Regions from separate parts of the Capra hircus genome. Here region 2 is linked to region 1. Evidence: chromatin contacts called from public Hi-C data. All regions are on one chromosome and are shown on one strand. The core of a region is the stretch at or near the end of the contact, and the rest is flanking DNA. Distances in the headings are between cores, read along the strand shown.

Region 1 (7,494 bases), core at 2,022-4,521:
CTCTAAGAAGGCAATATTTAAGAAAAGAGCTGAAGCAAGTAGATAAATAATCACACAGATATCTGGAGTAAGAGGAAATAGCTAGTACAAAGGTCTTGAGGCAGGGGCATATCTGGTAGGACCAAGAAACACCAAGCAGTCCAGCCGGCTGGAATGGAATGCAGTAAGATCCGAGAGGCTAACTGGGGTTTTAGAGGTCACTGGAAAGATTCTGTGTTTCAGCCTACTGGAGAGTTTTAAGCAAAGGGGTAACATGATCTGACATGGATTGACAAAAATCACTCCAGGTGATAGCAGGGTGATTGGAAACAAGAACAATTAGATAGATGGCTATTGTAGTTGTCTAGTCTAGAAATGATGTGCCTTAGATAAAAAAGTGGTAGCAGTAAAGGTGATGAAAGTGAAAGTCGCTCAGTAATGTCTGACTCTTTGTGACCCCACGGGCTATAGAGTCAACGGAACTCTCCAGGCCAGAATACTGGAGTGGGTAGCCATTCCCCTCTCTCCAAGGTATCTTTCCAACTCAGGGATCAAACCCAGGTCTCCCACATTGCAAGAAGATTCTTTACCAGCTGAGCTACCAGGGAAGCCCAAGAATACTGGAGTGGGTAGCCTATCCCTTCTCCAGCAGATCTTCCTGACCCAGGAATCAAACCAGGGTCTCCTGCATTGCAAGTGGGTTTTTTACCAAGTGAGCTACCAGGGAAGCCCAAAGGTGATGAGAAGTGGTCATATATGCCCTGAAGAAAACTGCTATATTTTCTGGTGGGGTATGATGCAAAGAGGGGAGTTAAGGTTGACTTGCATTTTTGATATCTGAATAACTAGAAGAAGGAAGTTCTGTTTACTGAGATAAGAAAGACTGCAAGATGGACATCGTATAAAGATCAGAAGTCTGGTGCTGGAGAGAAGGGAGGAGGCCTTTGCTGTTATTCTCAACATCTCAGCAGTTGCTCTTTCACACTGGTAGTTTTCTCTTCCCTCAGAAGCCAGCTGTAAGACTTCAGTACCCATGTGTTATCGTTTTTATTCTTCTGTCTTATTCACACTATTCTATTCGCTTGGAAGAACAAATGAAAAGGCAATGAAAATTGATACCTTTAGTCAACACTGAAAGAAAAACTGAATCAGAAATCTGAGGCAACATTTTCTAAGCAAAACAAAAACTTAAAACTGTGGCCACTCTGGTACTACCTCACTTCCATCACACTGCTTCTACAGTTCATTTATAAAATGCTCACTTAGAACCTACAATACTTTTCTCATAAACACAGATTTATAAAAAAATGACTTGGTTTTCAAGCCAAACTATGCCATGGGGTTATATTATAACAATAAAAGTACTAGCTTAGATCTGAGGGAGGAAAGATCACAGGATATAAGAAAAACCAGACCTTCTTGCCCTTGGCTTAAGAAAAAAATAAGTCAAGTTTCTCTTCACACACTTCTACCTTGTCCAAACCTCCTCAACCAAGGGTGCCCCATCCCTCTGCCTCCAGCACTGTAACCTACGTGAGACCTACCACTCTAGCATCCGACTCAGAAGTTACCCTCCAAATGTCCTCCATGTCTAAAAACCACCCACCCAACTCTAAAACAGCAGTTACCACTACAGTCGCACATAATTCTCCTTCCCTTATAGAACAGAACTCAGCTAGCCATCAGGAGGAAATGCACCGCTTTAAGTTAATTCTCATAAAAATGACTGGATCCCAGTTGGAAGAATTTCAGTAAGTGCTATCTCAGAGCAAATGAAGAAGGATGAAGAAATGGAGATGTCTAATGTCGAGAAGGCAAGGAGTCAGCTTGCTTTTCTTTTTACATTTTTACCCTTCCTGGGCCTCTGAACTCATTGATTTTTCTAGAAGTTTCACATCTTTAACCACAACTTTTGCACCAAACCACCTGGATGATCCAGAGATCACATGCCTAGTGTTTTACTGTGGAGCTGAAGAAAAGGAAACGGGGAATAACATTAGTGATTAAGTATACATTGGGTAAAATGTTCGTAAGTTGAGGATCATTTGTCCATTAATGAGCTTTTTATAAATAGACTTCACAGCACATGATTTTAAAACTATACCTGAGAAACAATTACATTTCTCAGGTTTTTTTTAAACTACCAAATCTGCGAAGTTTGCCATTTACCACTGGACTTAAAAAAAAAAAAATTCGGGGGGAAAACCTCTTATGCATCTTAGAGATAATCAAATGTTCAAACCCACAGAAGATGAGAGTGGAAGGTTCTGAACACTGGGATGAAGAGCTCAGTTGGTTCACATCTTTCATGGTTTGCAGCTGCAACTCTCAAATTAAAAAAAAAAAAACCTGCATTAGATCAGTTTTATACAGACATTTCATTTAGGTCACGTGTGCTGTTTTAAATCTGTAGTTAGAGAAACACCAGAAGGCCTCCCTTTTGTCAATTAACTGAAGAGATATTATCAAGCAGAACAAATGGTTTGATTTAAACTTAAACCTAAAAATTCAATTAAGTGGACTACAGGCAATTTGCCTTTCTCCAATTTCTTTTCTAGAAAACAGAATCTTAAGTCATTAAGGTTTTAACAAGTTCTAAATCACAGGATTAAGGGGGACTGTTATCATGATTAAAGTTTCATTAAAAGTTACAAAAAAAGCAGCTTCATCAAAAGTTCAAAATGAGAGGACCACGGTGGGCTACTATTTCTTTCTTTACAGTTATCTATTTCAACTGCAGATTTTTTATAATTAACAAGTTATTTTTATTTTCCATTTTACAAAGTGAAAGATGATGAAATAAGAATAAGAATTAAAGGAATAGAAGAAACTAAATACAAGATGCACTGAGTAGTAAGGCTGCTGTCTTTGTTGTTTTTAACTTCCTTTGTTAATGTTTGCATAATAAAGTTGAGGAAAATAAATATTACTGAAACTTTTAAAGAGAAAGAAAAAGCAAACTACAGCTAAAGCAGAGTATTTCTAGAGCAGTGGTTCTTCAACTGTGGTGTGAGGACCCCTGCACATCTTTAAGACTTTTTCAAGCTTAAAAATTATTTTTAAGGCTTCTCTGGTGGCTCAGTGGTAAAGTATCCACCTGCCAATGTAGGAGACACAGGTTCAATCCTTGATAGGGAAATATCCCACAACCCCTGGAGCAACTAAGCCCAAGCGTCACAATAATCGAGCCTGTGCTCTAGAGCCCAGGAACCACAACTACGGAGCCCATGCGCCCTAGAGCCCACGCCCCACAACGAAAGAAGCCACCGCACTCAGACGCCCATGCACTGCAACTAGAGAGTGGCCCCCACTGGCCACAGCCAGAGAAAAGGCTGAGCGACGACCAAGACCCAGCCCAACCAAAAGTAAATAATTAAAAAACAAACTGTTTTTATAATAATACTAAGATATTATCTGCCTTTTTCAAACTCGTTCCCTCACAGGTGCACAGAGGAGACTGGTGTAATATCAGAGAAGAATAACTATCTGAAAATGCCAATAAAATATTTTCACCCTTTCAGACTATCTCTAAGAGCCTCCATTGTCTTCATATGCTTCAACCAAAATAACAAACCACAAGACTGAATACAGAAGCAGATATGAAAATTCAGCTATCTTCTAGTGAACCAGGTAATTAGAAAAATTTACAAATATGTAAGATGGCGCCTCTCTTCTCCCATAGTGTTCTTGTTTTAGATGATAGAGCTATTATTGAGAAAAGATATTATTTATGTTCATGTGATAGTTTTTATTTTGTTATTTTAAATTAATATTACTCTTAAAGGTTCTGGATTAATTTCTAGTCTGGTAATTATCAAAAGATACAATACCACATGAACAAAAGCTCTCAGGAATCCTTAATTTTTAAGAACATAAAAGGGTCATGGGACCAAAAAGTTTGAGAATTGCTGTTCTAAAAGGTTTCCTACTCTGTCAGAAAAATATCACTTTACAAAGGAATATTTCTTAAGAGATACAAAGAAAGTTGCTTAAAATTGAATTTATAATTTATAGGATAAGTGATTAAGCTCAGATTTGCTTTACAATGATCTGAGCTGCAAGGGAGGGATGGTGGGAGTATAAACAAAATAAGAGTGGCCATGAGTTAACAATCATTGAGTAGGAGTTTGTTATTCTAGTCTTTCTACTTTTGCATAAGTTTGAAATTTTCCCTATTAAGAAGATTAAAGAGAAATTCATACCTGGACAACTGAATATGAAAAAAAGGTGTAATTTTATAGTATCACTATTATAAGAATGAAGGAAAATGAGAGGGAAAAAATCTTACTAATATTAATCTAACACTTTCCTCATAGCTCCAAATTTACCTTTTTTATTTTTATTGATGTCAATGAATTTCACGTAGTTGAATCAATAGTACATGGATATTATTTGGAGCTCTGCCTCATTCACTTAAAATTTACATATACAGCTCCTCTCTTTACTAAAACTAACTTGACAAAGAAAAATTATACAGGTATCTTTCAGTTTAATATTAAAAGCTCATCAAATCCTTTTAACCTGACTGACCTGGCCATAACCTAGAATAATTTTTTTTATTAATACATGTTACACTATTGCCATCTGCTGGTTGTGATGTGGAAGCACAACTAACAATTTACCTATGACTATGGTTTTCTCCCAAAATTATCCTGTAGAAAAGAAGCTGTCATACATACATTAGAGTTCTTCAAAACCTCACATTAGAAGCAGTGGTTCTGGACCCCACTTGCACTTTAAAATCATGGGAGTTTTTGAGAGTCCTGATGCCTAGACCCCAAACCAGAGCAATTAAATCAGAACCTATATTCTGTAAAAATGAAAGGCAAGCCAGACTGAGAGAAAATATTTGCAAAAGATATATCTAACAAAGGACTTTACCTAGAGTCACTTTTCAGTTCAATTTGGTCATTCAGCTGTATCTGACTCTTTGCGACCCTATGGACTGCAGCATGCCAGGCTTCCCTGTCCATCACCAACTCCTGGAGCTCCCTCAAACTCATGTCCATTGAGTCGGTGATGCCATCCAACCATCTCATCCTCTGGGTCATCCCCTTCTTCTCCTGCCTTCAATCTTTCTCAGCATCAAGGTCTTTTCTAATGAGTCAGCCCTTCGCATCAGGTGGACAAAGTATTGGAGCTCCAGCTTCAGCATCAGTCCTTCCAATGAATATTTAGGACTGATTCCTTTTAGGATTGACTGGTTTGGTCTCCTTGCAGTTCAAAGGACTCTCAAGACTCTTCTCCAACACCAACTCAATAATAAGAAAAAAAACCCAATTTTTTAAATGGGCAAAGATCTAAATACTGCCTCACCAAAGAAAATAATAAATGGATGGCAATTCAGTACATGAAAAGATGCTCTACATTACTAGTTAATAGGAAAATGTTCATTAAGACCACAGGAGATATCACTTCACATCCACTGTTGTCTAGTTGCTAAGCCGTTTCTGACAACCCCACAGACTGTAGTCCCCAGGGAATCTTCCTGACCCAGGGATCAAACTCATGTCTCCTGCACTAGCAGGCAGATTCTTTACCACTGAGCCACCAGGGAAGCCTCTTCACATCCAAAGAATGGCTTAAAGTGAAGAGACTGACCTTAATATTAAGTGTTGGCCAGGATGTGGAGCAACTATAAGCCCTCTCACACTGCTGACAGAAATGTAAAATGGGACAACCACTTTGGAAAACAGCTTGGCAGTTTCTCAAAAAGCTACACACATACCTACCATAAGACTCAGCCATTTCACTCCTACATATGTACCCAACAGAAAGAAAAGTTGTAGTAGGTTAAACAGTGTCCTCTCTAAAATTCACGTCTACCTGGAATGTGACCTTATCCAAACAGGGATCTTCACAAATGTAATTAGTTAAGATGGGGTCATATTGTAAAGTAGGTCCTATGTTCTTACAAGAAAAGATGACACACAGAGAAGAGGAGGCAGAGAGTAGAGTGATTCAGTTAAAAGCCAACAGACAGCAAGGATTCCCAAGAGCTGGGAGCTTCTGAAGCTAGGAAAAGGGGATAAGCTCCCCCAGAGTCTTCAGAAGGAAAATGGTCCTGTCAACACCCTGATTTCAGACTTCTAGCCTCTGAAACTGAGATAATGACTGTCGGTCATTTTAAGCTACTCAAGCTGACGAACTTGGTTACAGCACCCCTTGGAAACAAATACAAAAGCAGAAAGTGCAAAGACGTGTACAAAATGTTCTTACGAGCTTTATTTTTAAGAGCCTCAAACTGGAAATAACCCAAACATTCATCAACAGGTGATGTTGATGAATACAAAACTGTGGTATTGCCACACAGTGGAATTTCATATAGTGGAATTCCTCCGTCCATGGGATTCTCCAGGCAAGAATACTGGAGTGGGTTGCCATTTCCTTCTCCAGGAGATCTTACCAACCCGGGGATCGAACCCAGGTCTCCCGCATTGTAGGCAGACACTTTAACCTGTGAGCCACCAGGGAAGGAAGCCCCTTTCACAGTGGAATACTATTCAGCAATTAAAATGAATCAATGACTGAGACACAAAATGTAAGTGAAATCTCAATTATGAATTAAAGAAGTCATACAAAAAGGATTATATATAATATGATTCCTATGGTGTTTATCTGAGGTGGCAAGAGTGAACAGTGGGTGGGTACAGAAGGGGGTCATTGTAAAGTGGCAGCACACTTTTGACATTGACAGATATGTTCACTGTCTTGATAGTGCTGACAGTTCCACGGGTGTATACGTGCGTGTGTGTGAAGTCGCTTCAGTCATGTCCGACTCTTTGCGATCCTATGGACTATAGCCCACCAGACTATAGGAATTCTCCAGGCAAGAATACTGGAGTGGGTTGCCATGCCCTTCTCCAAGGGATCTTCCCAACCCAGGGATCAAACCCATGTCTCTTCCATCTTCTGCATTAGGCAGACAGGTTCTTTACCAATAGCGCCACCTTCTCCATATGTCAAACTTCATCAATTTGAAAAGAAGATGGCAGAGAAAAGTGCACCAAGAAATTAGTCTCCCTAGAAAGACTAGACAACAGTGTACTGACAGAATCTGTCTGATTCTGTAACCACTTGGCAACTCTGAAGCCTGTTAAATGCTTGCAACTTCCAGGCGAAGCCTTAAATGATGAATAGTGGTTAATTTAATCAGTTTTAGCTCTCTGAACAGCAATATCTACCCATCTCTCACCCCAACCCACAGGCACCTGTATGTATTACGTGCTCCTAAAGCAGTCTGCACACAGCTTATGGGAGCCAGGTTGGGCAAAAAGGACCTTGTCCTCCAAATATTGGAGATTTGTGCTCTGATTGCAGACTGCTGCTTCCGGTCACAGAAGTGCAAACAAATAGGCATAATCATCAAGAAAAAGAAAATTTGAATATACACTATAATGAGTAAGCAGAGTGAATTATTAATTTTAAAAATCCCTCAAAAAAAATGTCGTGGATCTGATGATTCACTGGTGAATTTCACTAAACGTTTAAAGGAGAACAAATACCAATCTTGTT
Region 2 (7,494 bases), core at 3,224-5,723, 240 kb before region 1:
ATGAATCAGTTGCTACTGGAGCTGCAAGAACTGGCCACTAATAAGATCAACCCCCACTTGTTGACCTCATTGAGACTCATTACCTGAATAAGCCAGGTAATACAAAGAACTGGGTGACCACATAACTGATTTACACAAGATGGACTTCACAACACTCTGAAAGCGTTTTTTGGAGGGTAACCTTTACCTTTTCTATAGGTTATACCCAAACATCTACTTAAATTCTTTTGTACCATTCTTTCAAATGAAGCAATTTGGTAGCCCCTCCAAAAAAAACACTCAGAGTGAAAATGCAACTCATTAAAGGAGAAAATACTTGCAAATCATATATCTGATAAGGGATTAATATTAAGAGTCTATAGAGAACTCCTAAAACTAAACAACAAAAAACAAATAAGCCAATTCAAAAATGGGCAAAGGACTTGAATAGACACTTCTTCAAAAAAGCTATTCAAATGGCCAATAAGCACATGAAAAGATGGGCGACATCACTAATCGTTATATACATGCAAATCAAAACTACAATGAGGAACCCCTTCACATCCATTAGGTAACTACCATCAAAGAAATAAATAAATGTTGGCAAGGATGTGGAGAAATTAGAACCCGTGTGCATTACATGCGTGACTATAACACGATACAGCCACTGTAGAAAGTAGCATGGTGGTTCCTCAAAAAAAAGAATTTAAATATAGACTTGGCATATAACCCAACAATTCCACTCTGGATATATGCTCAAAGGAATTAAAAGCAGTGTCTCAAAGATATATTTACACACCCACATTCACAGCGGCTTTATTTGCAAAAGCTAAATTTTGGAAGCAACCCAAGAGTTCACGGACAGATGAATGAATAAGCAAAATGTGCTCTATGCATAAAGGGAACATTTTTCAGTCTTAAAAAGGAAGGAAATGCTGACATACTCTACAGCATGGATGAACCTTGAGCCTGTTATGCTAATTGAACTGAAAAGTGAAGGCACTTAGTCGTGTCCGACTCTTTGCGACCCCGTGGACTAGAGCCTACCAGGCTCCTCCATCCATGGGATTTTCTAGGCAAGAGTACTGGGGTGGAGTGCCATTGTCTTCTCCAGGGTTTCTTTCCTACTCAGTGATCGAACCCAGGTCTCCCACCTTGTAGGCAGATGCTTTACCGTCTGAACCACCAGGGAAGATGTAAGTCAGTCACAAAAAGACTAGTGCTGTATGATTCCATTTGTATGAGGTAGTCAAAATTATAGTAAGTAGAATGGCGGTTGCCAGGGACTGAGGGGAGAGGGAAATAAGAAGTCATTGTTTAATGGCTGTGGAGTTTCGGTTTTCTAAGATGAAAAGAGTTTTGAAGATGGATGGTGGTAACAGCTGCTCAACAATATGGATGTAATTAATACCACTGAACTGTTACTTAAACATGATTAAGATGGCAATTTTTATGTTATGTGTATTTCACAATTTTAAAAATTTGAAAAAAGATCAGGGCTAATTCAGGTCAAATCCAGTATGCAAATATATAGACCTTAAGTTTCTAGGCAGTTAGTAAATTAAGCAACAAATTTGACTTACCATCCCTCTACTACCTCTCAAACTCCTGGGGCATATATTTTACAAACAAGCTTCCCTATGTATTCACCGAGTGAGAGAAAAGTATACTTTATATGGGCAAACTGTCTTAAGCTTGAGTGTAGAATAAATTTATTTCACACACGTAAAGTCTCAAAAAACTTACACCCAACTTACATCCCTTTACCAAAGGGATAGCAGGGGATGGGGGAGTGTAAATTAGGATCCTGGGATTAACATATATACATTACTGCATATAAAATAGGTAAACAACAAAGACCTACAGTATAGCACAGGAAACTATACACAATATCTTATAATAACTTACAATGGAAAAATATGAAAAAGAATATATGTATATACATATATATGTATATATATATAACTGAATCACTTTGCTGTACACTAACACAACATTGCAAATTAACTATACTTCAATTTTTAAAAGTTTACATCCCAACCATTCTTTCTTAGCACGCTACTATATGACAAAAGTTAGCCCTTAATTGCTACTATGAGGTATCATGTATTTTTTCCAAACTCTTCACAGAACTGATTACAAACCCCCTCAGGAAGGGACCACAGTTTATATTTCAACAGGATTTTGAGACTGTATTTGTACCACAGCAGAGATTCAGTACCTGTTATTTATTCCAGAGGTATTACAAACAGTAAGTGAATCTTCCATTAGCAGAGAGAAGGGGAGGAATGGAGTCAGTTAGGACATGGGGAGTGCTAAGGCTCATTTCTGCAGCTATTCACCCAGCAGCCCTCCATTAACTGGTCTCACCTAGTCCAGCCAATTTTACCTCTAGTTCTTGCCAACACACACTTTCCCAGAAATAATCATTATTAATATTCTCCATGATAAGTAGTCATATTTAATTATAGAATTAAAAACGTGGGCAGTATCTCTTGCTTAATTTTCAAAAACCTTCTCGGAATCAAACAACAAATAGTTGTGCCCCACTTCCAAGGAAAGATGATCTCTGCAGTTCCACTAAACCCCGGTAGGTGGCGCTGGCACAGTGCAAACCAGTTCCAGTTTGCCCTTGTTTATGGAAAGAATCTATCTCCTTTTGCCAATAAGGTTATAAAATGTATTTTTAGTGTGACTTGATGGGCCATAGCTGTAACTTAACAATATCGGAATCAAATTCTGATACCTAATCAAACGGATGTAAGCTCTATTAGATTTCGATTAGCATTCATTCTGATTTGATTATAAGGCTTCAACCATTCAAATGGCTAATAAGGAGACATTTAGATAATTGCAGCTGTCTGGGGTTATTGCATTTGCTATCATTTCCACAGAGTGATTCATGTACAGACTGGGCCATAAAATTTGTTTTTGTTGGTGGAGACAAGAAACGAGGGTTTATTGGGGTGGGGGCACTGTGAAACATTTTGCTGTTGTGGTCTGGCATTTGGGATTGTTTTTTCTTTTTCTTTTTTTTTTAATGGCATTGTTTTTTAATTAGAAGGGAAATACGAGTGTAGGGTGCTTGCCATTTAGCTGTTTTCCAAAAAGGTAGTCTCGATTCTGCATCCACAATACTGTTTCATTTGGCAAAAGAAGAGAGACATTGGCCAAGTTTCCTTTTCCTCTCTTTTAATTGAACTGACTTTCATTTGAACTGAGCAGATTAACCACATCAAAACTCAGCTCCCGCACAAAGGCCTTCTTCAGTAAGTATAACTGGGGTCTCTCTTCTCACTTAATGTCCTTCCTAGGTGCAAACTAGAGGTGTTTTACCAAAGCTGCTAGACCACTTAGTGAGGATATTGAGACACACTTTAAACATAAAAGGAGTACTTGAACTAACTGACCTTCAAGGTCACTTCAGCCCCCACCACCTAAGATTCTAGAGATCAACAAAAAATGCCCCTGGGTGCCAAAGAGCCCCCAGACTCCAGGAGTGGGACAGGTCATCTAAGCTCCTAGAGCATCCCACATGTGGTATATTTTTCTGGATGGGACAGAGTTGCTGTTCCAGAGAGGTGGGGAAACTCACCCTTTACGCTACATGGGCCACTAAGAGCCTGAAATTCAAGTCTGGAAAGAAAAGTCATCAGTGAAAACTCATTTGTTCTTAAATCCAATACTTAATCATTTTAACCCACAGATAACTTACTAATTTGTCAATATTAGTATTAGCTTCAAAACTATATTCCACTCAAGGAAACAGATATAGTCTCTGAAGACTCAAAACCAAATTGTGAGGGGGAGCTTAGAATTCTCTTTTGTTCTGCTAGAAAATACGTCTCATGTCCCGACATGAAAACATAAATTCTCATAAATATTCCTCTATTCTCAGAGGCCTAGGATATAACCCCCCAGACTCCAGGACTACATCTTTCTGGTCCTGCGTGTTGGGGCAGGACCTAGTCTGAGACTTCACAGACCACAAACACCTTGCTGTGCTATAGATCCAATCCTATTCGAGGTCAGACTGTATGTGTGAGAATATAAGAAAAAGCAAAGCTTTCTTAGCACAATGTTCCATCAAGCCTAATAGTTTGCCTTCTATACATTCAAATATAAATTCAATAATCTTCCAGAAAGACAAACATCCTAGGCTGTCCTTTAAAGCATTGGGTTTTTTCTTTCCCCAGTACAGGTGGTTGTGGGGTGGGCCAGGATCCAAAAGTCTTGACCATAAAAAGAATGCAGACTGACAAACTGAAGGTCTGAGCCACCGCCCAAGACTCACGTGGGTGGGGTCCGTTTTTCCCAGAAGTGCGAACAATGTCATTTGTAATACAGAAAAAATGTGGCACACACTGCCAGGGCAATTCTCTCAGCATTGAGTGAAGAGATGGGGGTGGGACAGGGCATGAATGAGGAGGGCGGGATGGGGCCGTGCATAGATACATGGAGAAGGTGATCAGAGAAACGCATGTGCTCCTAGGCCTGTCTCTGCAGACGGGCCTGTGGGCAATTGTTTGGAGAAGAAAACAAGCAGCTGAGCAAACTCCTTAGCCACTCTGTGGAGGGAATTTCTATAACCCTTCAGTATCCCTAGAGCCAGAGCTCAAGTTTGGGACCTAATGTTCCCTTAGCAATAGATAATACGGTTTAGTCCAAGAGAAATGGAGTAACTTTTTAGGGAGGAATTTCCTAAATGTGAAAAATCCTTTCCTAAGATCCCAGCATTGACCTGGCTTTCTGAGATCTCTGACTTCATTTCCTATTGCTCTTCCCCTGACTCACTCCACTTCACCCACAGTGCCTCCCTGCCGTGTTTCCAAGAGGGCCCACCTCAGGGCCTTTGCACTCACCCAGCTCACTCTCTCCCTTCCTTCAGGTCTTCGCCGTTGCCCTCTCCTCTTCCCAGCCACCCTCCTTAAAATTTCAATATGTCCTGCTGCCCTGACATTTCTACTCCTTTCTCTGACTTCATTTTTCTCTTAAACACCCTCACTAGTGTAGTCTATATTTTACTTATTTATCTGGTATATTTCTGTCTCCTAAACAAGGTAAGCTCCCTGAGGGCAGAGTTTTGGACTGTATCTTCCATGCCAAGAAAAGTGTCTAGAACAGCGTGCGCACTCAGGGCAGAGCTTTGAATGAATCAAGTCCAGTTCCATATTCATACTTTCCACAGGGACACTGACTCACATGAATTTCTTTCCAAGTGAATTACTATCCTGAGACTTTCTTAGAGAACGGTCAAGCATCCTGGGAAACCCAGCTGCTTTCTAAAATCCTCCCTACTTTTAAGTGTCTAGAAGCATCTAGAGCAGTGGTCCTCAAAGTGTGGTCCCCAGCCAGAAGCAATAAAGGACTTAGAGCTTGTAAGAAAGACATTTTCAAGCCCTCCCCAGGACCTACTGGACAAAGATCTCCAGAGGTGGGGGCATGGGAGAAGGGGGGTGAGGCAATCTAGTTTTAAAAGCCCTCTGTTGACTCTAAGGCAAGCTGCAGTTTGAGAACTAACCACTGAGTAAACAGCGGAGGGCTAAATTATCTAGAGATATGGATTCTAGTCCTGGTCGACTTAGTTGTGTGACCTAAGTTGGTCACATCCAACATCCCTTAGCTGGGTACATCCCTTAACCTCAATGACCTTGTCTCTTCACCTACAAAATAAAATAGCTGCTAAATTTTTCTTCCATGATTTCAACGTACTACTGGTAAATCTTGCAATCACAGCCCTGAAGGACCTCTTTGCTTAACCTTATAAATGTGTATTTGAAGTAATTCAACATTCTATCATAAGGAAAACTTTATTTTCTTTCAATCTGGCCTTTTCTCAAGTTTCCTGAATTAGTGAGCAATCTGTACAGTCACACAATCTTGCCACACTGGACGCCTCTTCCAATGACCATCTTCTCATACCTCTCGCCTTTTTCAGCTTCTGGGACAGCCCCTCTTCCGATTTCCCTCCCGTCTCTTGAGCTGTTCTCAGATTTTTTGCTGGCTTCTTACCCTCAGTTTCTTAAGTGCTGGTGTTCGCATCTTGATTCTTAGAATCTACACGTAATTCTGGGTGACTTTGCCTTCACCCTGACTTCAGCTATTTCTCAAGTAAGCTGACGACTCCCAAATATTTTATTCTCTTAGAAATCTCCACATTTCTAGGTCCCCTGAGATTAAAACACCCGACAGAGAACCCATCACTTCCCCCACCCACTCTTCTTCCAATTTCCCCACTAAGCAGCCCAGGTCAGGAACTAGAAGCTCCTGATGCCTCCTTCTCCCTCCTTGCCTCTCATCCTCTCTGTCCCCACTCTGGGATCTCCTTAGCCATCTCTCTCCTCACTTTCCAGTCACTGCCTTTCACTGGCCGCTAGCTTCATGCCTAATCCTCTCCAGTCTGTTTGCCACACTGTCCCCCAAAGCACACTGATGGCAGCCACCACGTAAACCCCCCAGGGACCTTCCTGGTGGTCCAGCAGTTGGGACTCTGCACTTCCACTGCAAGGGGCCTGGGATCAGTCACCAGGTGGGGAACTAAGATCCCTCATGCTGCTCGGTGCAACCAAAAAAAAGAAAAGAAAAAAAATTTTTTAATTTAAACAAAACCCCCCAGGGGCTCTCCATAGGTTTCAAGGCACTGTTCCAGCTTCTCTGCTCAGTCACATGGATCTGCCTCATCTCCTTCCTGCCCACACTCTTGTCTCCCCGCCCCACACTAGCCCACGTGCAACTGCTTGTTTCACACTTGGGCGCTTCACCACAGACTCCACCTTCTCCTGGGCCTTCTCCCCACTTTTCTAACTGACTTTCACTTGTCCCTTAAAACCTGTCCTTTATCATCTCACACCTGTCAGAATGGCCATCTTCAAAAAGAACACAAATAACAAATGCTGGGGAAAATGTGGGAAGAAGGGAACCCTTTCCCACTGCTGGTGGGAATGTAAATAGGTGCAGCCACTATGGAAAACAGTATGGGAGGTTCCTCAAAAAACTGCAGACAGTTACCATATGACCCGGCAATTCCACTCCTGAGTATACATCTGAAAGGAAGAAAAACATCAATTTGAAAAGATACATGCACCCCAATATTCACAGCAGCATCATTTACAACTGCTAAGATTTGGAGGCAACCTAAGGGCCCGCAACAAATGAAGGGATAAAGAATATGTGGTGTATATATATTTTTTGTCGTTTAGTCGCTAAGTCTTGTAGGACTTTTTGTGTCCCACAGGCTTCCCTGTCCTTCACTATCTCCTGGTATTTGCTCAAATTCATGTCCATTGAGTTGGTAATGCTAACTAACCATCTCATCCTCTGCTTCCCCTTCTCTTTTTGCCTTCAAATTTTCCCAGCTTCGAGGTCTTTTCCAGTGAGTCGGCTCTTCATATCAAGTGGCCAAAATAGTGAAGCTTCATCATTAGTCCTTCCAACGAATATTCAGAGTTGATTTCCTTTTAGGATTGATATATATGTGTGTGTGCGTGCATGTATATATTCCATATATATGGAATA

The links. Hi-C and Micro-C count contacts between places; a contact is called where the count stands out from the background.
Region 2: a contact with region 1 is called in a Hi-C map of blood, with 3 times the contacts expected there. The contact joins two enhancer-like sites. A contact is called at or near these places in 4 of 5 Hi-C or Micro-C datasets (blood and liver).

Annotation. Positions count from the first base shown.
Region 1 is chr21:44,821,113-44,828,606 of ARS1.2, reverse strand. The region is part of intron 4 of KIAA0391 (mitochondrial ribonuclease P protein 3); the gene reads right to left. Among named protein-coding and RNA genes, the nearest start is that of KIAA0391, 19 kb to the right of the region's middle. Within about 2 kb of position 3,271, at least 1 of the 5 cell types and tissues checked has an H3K27ac peak or open chromatin away from gene starts, as enhancers often do.
Region 2 is chr21:45,065,325-45,072,818 of ARS1.2, reverse strand. No RefSeq gene overlaps it. Among named protein-coding and RNA genes, the nearest start is that of NFKBIA, 14 kb to the right of the region's middle. Within about 2 kb of position 4,473, at least 1 of the 5 cell types and tissues checked has an H3K27ac peak or open chromatin away from gene starts, as enhancers often do.